Regions from separate parts of the Mus musculus genome. Here region 2 is linked to region 1. A link is a contact called in public HiChIP or PLAC-seq data. All regions are on one chromosome and are shown on one strand. The core of a region is the stretch at or near the end of the contact, and the rest is flanking DNA. Distances in the headings are between cores, read along the strand shown. Region 1 overlaps Eif2b3 (eukaryotic translation initiation factor 2B, subunit 3). Region 2 holds the start of Tctex1d4 (Tctex1 domain containing 4).

What was found. HiChIP or PLAC-seq counts read pairs in DNA pulled down with a chosen protein or histone mark.
Region 2: an HNF4G HiChIP or PLAC-seq map of pancreatic cancer cells shows a contact between it and region 1. The contact joins the promoter of Tctex1d4 here to the enhancer-like site in region 1. A contact is called at or near these places in 1 of 39 promoter capture datasets (macrophages), 3 of 15 datasets of contacts at CTCF or cohesin (CD8 T cells, the NIH/3T3 cell line and large pre-B cells), 5 of 484 Hi-C or Micro-C datasets (the G1E-ER4 cell line, cerebral cortex and embryonic stem cells), 12 of 115 datasets of contacts at active chromatin or transcription factors (the 230-238 cell line, the 3134 cell line, the SCID.adh cell line and 6 more) and 3 of 9 other capture datasets (adipose tissue, liver and pancreatic islet).

The regions. Positions count from the first base shown.
Region 1 is chr4:117,069,484-117,073,475 of GRCm38.p6, forward strand. Eif2b3 (eukaryotic translation initiation factor 2B, subunit 3) reads left to right here. Exons shown (of 12, transcript NM_001111277.2): 10 at 1,156-1,304. Among named protein-coding and RNA genes, the nearest start is that of Ptch2, 25 kb to the right of the region's middle. Within about 2 kb of position 1,863, at least 24 of the 459 cell types and tissues checked have an H3K27ac peak or open chromatin away from gene starts, as enhancers often do. A contact at or near this core is called in pancreatic cancer cells and trophoblast stem cells, where this site is marked.
Region 2 is chr4:117,124,912-117,128,903 of GRCm38.p6, forward strand. It overlaps Tctex1d4 (Tctex1 domain containing 4), which reads left to right and starts at 1,902. Exons shown (of 4, transcript NM_175030.2): 1 at 1,902-1,947; 2 at 2,071-2,177; 3 at 2,365-2,433; 4 at 3,060-3,819. The coding sequence starts at 3,071. The coding sequence ends at 3,730. Btbd19 (BTB (POZ) domain containing 19) reads right to left here and starts at 747. Exons shown (of 8, transcript NM_001384196.1): 1 at 418-747. The coding sequence starts at 503. Plk3 (polo like kinase 3) reads right to left here. Exons shown (of 15, transcript NM_013807.3): 15 at 3,744-3,992.

The DNA.
Region 1 (3,992 bases), core at 613-3,112:
TAAAAAAAATATGTCAAGATTAAAAAAAAATGAAGACTTCCTGAAGCTAGATGAAGTGGCACACTCCTGCCGCCATGACATTCAGGAGGCTAAAGTAAAAGGACTGTGAGTTCTAAGGTAGCCTGAGATACATAGCAAGAAGGAGACATGCTTAGGGTTTCATAGTAAGAACTTGTCTCCAAACGCAATAAAAAGGAGGAAAGAGCTGCCACATGCTTTAATCCCAGAACTCAGTAGACAAATACATGGAGCTCTGTGAGTTTGAGGCCAGCCTGGTCTGCATAGCAAGTTCCAAGCTGTCCAGAGCTACATAGTGAGATCCTGCCCTCTCTGTCCCCCTTCCCCCACAAAAGAAAGAAAAAAAAAAAAAAAAAGAGGAAGAGACTTCCTGAGGCCCAGCATGGCATTACATGCCTATAATTGGAGCAGTAGGACCTGAGACAGGAGGATTGCAAGTTCTAAGCTAACCTGGGCTACATAGTAAGACCTGTCTCAGAGTAAAAAGAGGACAAAGATTTCCAGGGCAAATAATGACCCTACAACCAGGAGTCCATGTGGTGCTGGGCTCAGGGCAGGAGCTTTCACTCTGCTCCTTTCTTTACTTTCCAGTTTGAACGCTCTGTTCAGGAGAGTGCATCTAAAGGGTGTTGTGATAGTATAACTTATGTTTGTCTGGTTGGTTGGTTGGTTGGTTGGAGCCAAAGTCTCACAATGTAGCTCTGTGTCCTGGAAGTAAATACTAAACCGGGTTGGCTTCAAACTCAGAGAGATCAGCCTGCCTCTGCCTCCCAAGTACTGAGGTTAAAGGTGTGTGCCACCATGCCTGGTTTAAACATGTAATCAGCCAGTCGGAGACCAAGGCAGGAAGATAATTTGGAGGCCAACCTGGGCTAAGTATACAAAATGTGAGTACATACATATGTTGATTTATGTGATTTTTTTTTTTTTTCTTGTCAGAGGAGGGCTGACACTTCAGTGTTAGTTGGAGCTGGTATTAGGAAAGCTGTTTGATCCACTGGGTCTTGAGACATACCGCTAATCACCCACCCTAAGTTGTTTCTATAGGAAGATTCCATTAGATACCAGCTCAAAGAATGGGGGTTGATTTCTAGTTGGTTGAGATGGATGGACAGGGTTTCTGTTTGCCTTCTGCAGATTGGAGCTGATAGCCTCATCGGGCCAGATACACAAATTGGAGAGAAGTCATCTATTAAGCACTCTGTCATTGGCTCATCCTGTGTCATACGAGACAGAACGTCTATTACCAATTGCCTCCTCATGAACTCTGTCACCGTGGAAGAAGGGTATGTCTCCCTCTGTGCCTTTTTGAGCAAGGCTTCTGGTAGCCCTAGGAGCCTTATCAGTCCTACCCAGAAGAGTTTGCTTTGGGACAGGAAGGAAGGGAAGGGAAGGAAGAAGGTTGGTGCCTTTGGAGTTTGATTTTTTTTTCCTCCACAGTGACATGAACTCAGAATATCACTTCTACCCTCCCACACCAGAACACAGTGCTCCTGTGAGAAACTGCTGAGAACTCTTCCTTAGGGTCCAACAGTAGTGAGCCCTTCCCAGTGCTGCAGTGACATTGTGACAATGCCTAAGTGTCATTTTCCCCTGTGACTGTCCCAGAGCTGCCTTGAGGCAGAGGCACAGGAGGAGTGGACATACTGTGCTTTGAGGGCAAGCTTCTCTATACATTTTGACTTTAACCCAAGCTGGCCTAGTACTTGCTATGTAACCCAGTCTGGCCTCCTACCCATATGCCCTCTGCTTCAGACCCTGAGTGCTGCGATGGTATGTACACAGTACCATCCCTGGCAGAGTACTTGAAGGCATACCAAACTTTTGACATCATGATACACCATTGTCATCTACAAAGTTCACACTCAAAGACTACACAGCTGGGGCTTAGGCGATGACTCATAGGTAAGAACACTTGCTACACAGGCATGAGGACCTGAGTCTGAATCCTCAACACACACAAAAGCCAGGCGTGGCCACATGTGCCTTTAACTGCAGTATTGGAATGGGGAGACTGATGGGTCCTGAACACACCGTGAAACAGCGCTTCAGGGTCAGTAAAACACCTTGTTTCAAGGGAATAAGGCTGAGCGTGATAGAACAGAACAGCCCCATAATCTTTAACGCTTCCAACTCTATTCAAAGTCCAAAGCTGGGGCCTGGAGAGATGGCCCTGCGGTTGAGAATAATTACAGCCCTTACAGAGGACCCAAGTGTGGTTCCCAGTATGTACATCTAGCAGTTCACAATTGCCCATAACTCCAGCTTAGAGGCTCTAGTGCCCCTCTCTGTCTCTGCAGGCACACACACATATATGTACACACAAATATCACATATATAAAAAATAAAACTTGAAAGTAAAAGTACAAAGTCCATGATGAGGGATATAGTTATTGTGTGCTATTGTCTAGCATATATGTGCAAGGCCTTGGGTTTAATTCTGAGGATCAGGAATTCAAGATCATCTTCAGCTACACAGGGATTCAAGACCAGCCAGGAATGCATGGGACTGCCTCAAAACAACAAAAGAAACGTTTGCTGAAACTCGATTTAAAACCAATAAAAGCACGGTTCCTCAGTAGCACAGTAGGCACTCCTGTACCCAGGACGTCAGGAGCCAGAGGGAAGAATCTGCAACATAGTTAGACATTCCTGTACCCCAGGACTTCAGGAGCCAGAGGGAATAGGATTTCAAATTTAAGCCTAGCATGGGTTATAAGTTTAAGTATAAGTTGCTGTTTGAGACAGCAAGTCCTTGTCTCAAAATAAAATAAAAAGAGCCAAACATATTGTCCTATACCTTTAATCCAGCACTTGGCGGGTGGGTCTCTGAGTTAGAGAGCAGCCTGATCTATCCAGTGAATTCCAGGACAGCCAGGTCTATGTAGGAAGACCATGTCTCCAAGAAGAAAAAGAAAAAGGAAGCATAAGAGATTGGTGTGTAGCCCTGGCTGGCCTAAAACTCACCAGTACACTATACTGGCCCTGAACTCACTCACACAGATCACCTGCTTCTCCCTCTCTCGGATCAATGGTGTGTGCCGTGCCCAGTAAGGCAGAGTTTCTCCACGTAGCCCTGGCTATCCTGGAATTCCCTTTGTAAGTCTGGATGACCTCAGACTCAAAAGATCCACCTGTCCCTGCCTCCCTGGTGCTGGGATTAAGGTTTCCAACTGCCAAAACAATTTTTTTTTTAATTTTTTAAATCACTGGGCTGGCTCAGTATAGTAGCAGATTCTTAGCATTTGAGAGACAGAGGCAGGAGGACCCATATTTAGAAGCCAACCTGGGCTACACTGTGTCCAAAGAATAAGATCAAAAGGTTGTATGTGTGTGGTGGGGGGTGATATAACTCCCATTGGGCTGAATTTGTGAAGGGAGTTCAGTTGAATGTTTGTGAAATGGGACCAGCTATCCTTGAAGTCCTGGGTTCAGCAATCCTTCAACTGCCCCAATCGTACTGTACTACCACACCACACTCGTAACAAGTCACTGGAGAAAACCGTCTGTTCCAGTTCAGAGTGACTAACTGGACTGGGAATCTCAGTACAGCAGAACTTCCGAGCAGGAGGACCCAAGGCTGTTCTCCAGAGCCTGCATTAGAATAGAGGGAGAGCGGCGAGACTGCCTGGCACTTAGGAACACTGACTACTCTTCCAGAGGACCCCAGTTTGAATCCTAGCACCCATACGACAGAGCCTGGTGAATCTCTGGATTTAAGGCCAGCTAAGGTTACATTACATAGTAAGTCCCTGTCTCAAAGAGGAAAAAAAAAGGAACACATACATACACTTCCTTCGGAGGCTGAGGCAGAAGAATTATTGAGTTCAGAGCCAGTCCAACTAAAAGGGAGGTCCTGTCTCAAAAAAAAAACCCAAAAAACTATAACTGGACCACACAGGACTAATGACCTGGAAGGAAAGCCATTAGCGATTACCCAATCCTGCAAATTAGTATCTGGCCATGAGATCGGG
Region 2 (3,992 bases), core at 652-3,151, 55 kb after region 1:
CTACTTCCTGTCTGGGTCTCCGGCTCGATCCTTTGGGCTTCGTTCCTCTTATGAATCGCTAGAGCCATCCATACCTCTGTCTCTTCAAGATAAGACGTTCCAGTGCTCAGTCGAAAGCCCAATGGGGGTGAATCAAATCATAACCCATCTTTCAGGGCCGAGGGGGTGGAGGAGAAGCCAGAGAACTCAGGCATTGCCTGAGTTCACACAGCTGCCCTCCCTTCTATCTGCCACTACCCCCGCCTCTGACTCTCAGGGTAGTGTGGCCACAGACAAGTAAATTTCCTCTATAGCTGACTTCCTCACAGACTGAGTTCCCCAGGGAGGCCAAGTGTTCTTTCCCGGGCTTCCTTGCCCTTAGCCTCCTCAAATTCACAGGCCAGCTAGGGAAAACCCCCCAGGGGGCCACTGCCTCACCTGTACTGGGGGTTGTTGATGAGGCTTCGAAGTGCTGTGGAAAAGGGTGCAGCCTGCCCACGTACCACCAGTCCTGGGTTCTCCATAAGTGCAGTGGGCAGTAGGTTAAAGGGTGGAACAGTCTAGAAGGCCTAGCCAGGCCAAGAAAGACCTGAGAGGGAGGGCAGGAGCTGGAGGCCTGTTTGCCGAGGAGCTAAAATATAGGAGCAGAAAGGCCCAGGTCCTTAAAGAAGGCCTGAGGTTCAGGAAAGGGATGCAGATGCAGACAGGACCCAGAGAAGAAGCTGGGGCTAGAAAGGCCTATGATCCCGGGAGAGGCTGGTGGTGGATGAGGCCCAGGTTGGGAATCTGCCCAGGCAGCAGCTGGGTGGGAAGCCTGTGGGTTTCCATAGAAACTGGAGCTGAGCCTGAGGAGGCCCCGCCCATCTCCCTATACGCCCAGGGGGGGAAAAAAATCAGCAGTAGAAGGGCCCTAAGATGAGTCTGAGGGCCCTAGTGCTGGCTGGCTCCCCGCCTACACTGAGTTCAGAATCCAAGGCCTCTGCTTTTCTAATCCCTTCCCACGGCTGCATTTTAGAAACACCCGAGACATCACCCCATCAGGGAAAATTCTCAAACCTAAGTGTGGTTTTCAAGGCTCAGACTTAGCTTGCCTGGGAGGGGGCAGCCCCACACCTCCCAGAGCAGGGGAGGTGAGGTGTCAGTTCTAACAGGAGTAGCGCAGCCTCTGGCAGCCCCGAAAAGCAATCCCCCTAAGGAAAGAGGTGCTGCCTACAGGTCCCAGACACGTGAGTAGGTCAGCAAAGGTTAAGAAACCGGACTTAGAATCACTGAGTCATGGCCATGCCAGGCCTGGGTCCTTCCCGCTGAACCAATAGGCCTCCCTTCAGCACATAGCTCTGAACTAAGGAAGTCATCCAAGCCCCACCCTGCCCTGAAGCGGAAATGTTTGTCCTTGTTGAGGCTGCTGGGGAGAATGCTGAACCATGACGTGCTCTTTCCTGTGAGCCCAGATACTAAATTCCTAAGAAGCTGCCCCCGCAATCTCAAGGTTTTAGCATATCCCAGCCCCCCCCCCCCCCCGTGACTTATTCACAGATGGCCAGGCCAGATCCAGTGGCCCCCTGGTGGGTTTTCCTCTCGTGGACCTGTGAATTAGAGGAGGCTAGCTAAGGGTGAAGAGGCAGGGAGAGATTCATATGAAATAGTGGCTCTGAAACTAGGACCTTTCTGAACAGTGCACCTCTCTCGGCACCGGCTCCCTTAGCCTGTGATGCCCTAGAACTCCAAGCCCCCGTGGACCCTCTCTCCCTGGTAACTCAGAGCGCCCCTCCTTTCTGCAGGTGCCCATAGCAGGAACACTTAGGTTATTCCAGAGTTTGGCCAGGGGAAGGATTTCTGGGAGGGAGAGGTGTGCTTGCCACAGCCCCATGGTAACTGCACAACACAAGCCTTCCTCGCCCACAGGCCTGTCAGGCCAGCTCAGTGAAGACTGTGGGGCCAGCAGAGCTTGGAGGCCAAAGGCTGCAGGTGAGTCAGATGCCTGCGGGAGTTTCAGGGGAAGAGGGCATCCGTCTCATAGGTGATTCCGAAGGAGTTAGAGACCCAAGCAGGACGATGGAAGTTGCTTCTCCCCATGTCTCCCACCTCCAGATGCAGCCGGTGGAGAGGGAGAAAAGTCCCACCGTACACAGAGCAGGGAAGATGATTAAGTTCTCTACCTCTGAGGCTACAGAGAGCTGTGGGAGTGATGGAGTCGGGTCTGTCCCTTCTGGCTATTGAAGAAACCCAGAAACCAGCTTCATGTCCCCATTCTGCTGATGAAGTCAAGTGGGAGGAGAAAGGGGAAGTGGATCTAGCCTCCTGTGACCAAGGGAAAGGAACACTGGGTAGAGGTTCCATGACCATAGACTAAGCAGCCCCTTTCCTTGCTTGTGTCTCTCACAGCTCTTAACCGGCTCTAAGCACCTAGTAGGCACACAGCCCCAATCTGACCTACTTGTTCCAAACGTACAGGTAAGAAAGGGCTATGGAGTGGCTATAGACAAGGTATATATGCCTATAGTCTCCTAGGGAGACAGTGAATGTAGTCATGCCTATAATCCCACCATTCCGGAGTTGGAGGCAGGGAGATGGAGTTCAAGGCCAGCCTCAGGTACATAAAAGAGTTGACAACAGCCTTTGATCGCAGCACTCAGGAAGCAGAAAACAGATGGATCTTGATGAGTTTGAGGCTAGCCTGGTCTACAAAGCCAGTTCCAGGACAGCCAGGGCTACAAAGGGAAATACTGTTTTAAGAAAGAAAAAAAGAAAAAAGAAAGAAAAGCTGGGCAGTGGTGGTGCTCGCCTTTAATCCCAGCACTTGGGAGGCAGAGGCAGGTGGATTTCTGAGTTCCAGGCCAGCCTGGTCTACAGAGTGATTTTTCAGGACAGCCAGGGCTACACAGAGAAACCCTGTTTCAGAAAAAAAAAAAAAGGAGAGAGGAAGAGAGAGTTGGAGGCCATATGAGACCTTGTCTCAAACACACAAGAGGTCGTGTGAGCACACACTCAAAAAGAAAAGTGTCTACTTCACAGAGCAAGAGGCTGGATGTAGGGTGATCTCAGCCTATGAGGGCCACTCCTAAGTATGGATCTTCCAGCAGGCAGGTCCATGGCTTGCAGGACCCTGCCATCCAGACGCCAGGAAGAGGAGACTACCAAAGACCTGGCTCTGAAATTACCACCAGGGAAACCTGGAGGTCACCTGCCCAGCATTGATGAGACCCGACCTATAGGCCCAGGCCCAGCCTCCCGTCGTGGCTCCCTGCCGGGCCTACACCCATCCTTTTCGCGCCGCAACTCACTGGCGGGACCCTTAGTGGGTCCTGGAGGTCGACGACCATCCCTGGGCCCAGTGCCCCCTCTAGGTTCACGAGTTAGTTTTTCTGGGCTGCCCCTGATGCTTCCCCGTAGGATGGCACCCTCATACCGCTTAGAACCGGCGCCTGGGGAACACTGGGAAGCTGCAGGTGCCCAGCGGGCCCTGGAGGCAGCACTGACCACACAGCTGAACGGTGTGTGCTACTGCGGTTCTGAGGCAGGGAAACTGGTGCAGGCACTATGTGAACAGATACACACCCGCGTGAGGGAGCTCAACCTACCCCGCTACAAACTCGTGTGCAACGTGGTGCTGGGGCCACGCGAGGGACAGGGTGTGCATGTGGTCAGCCGAGCACTCTGGGATGCGGTGCACGATGGACTGGCCTCTGCCACCTTCACCAACCCTTCTCTGTTTGCTGTGGCTACCGTCCACGCGGTCTACTGGGAATGATAAGGCCTTCAAGTTCTGAAAAAACGGTTTATTACCCCAGGAGGAGGCCCCCCTGGGGCTCACATCCCAATAAATAAATGTCTGTTAATAAATAAAAGTGGTCCATAAATAATGCCCCCTAGCTGGGAGCTAAGGCTCAGGCTTATCTCAGAGAGAAGGGTAAGATTCAGGGAGGGCAGGCCATCCCCGACTGTAGTAAAGCTGGTCCCTGATTCCCTGGGGGGATTCAGCCAGGAGCCCCCAGTGAGGCACCAAAGGGACA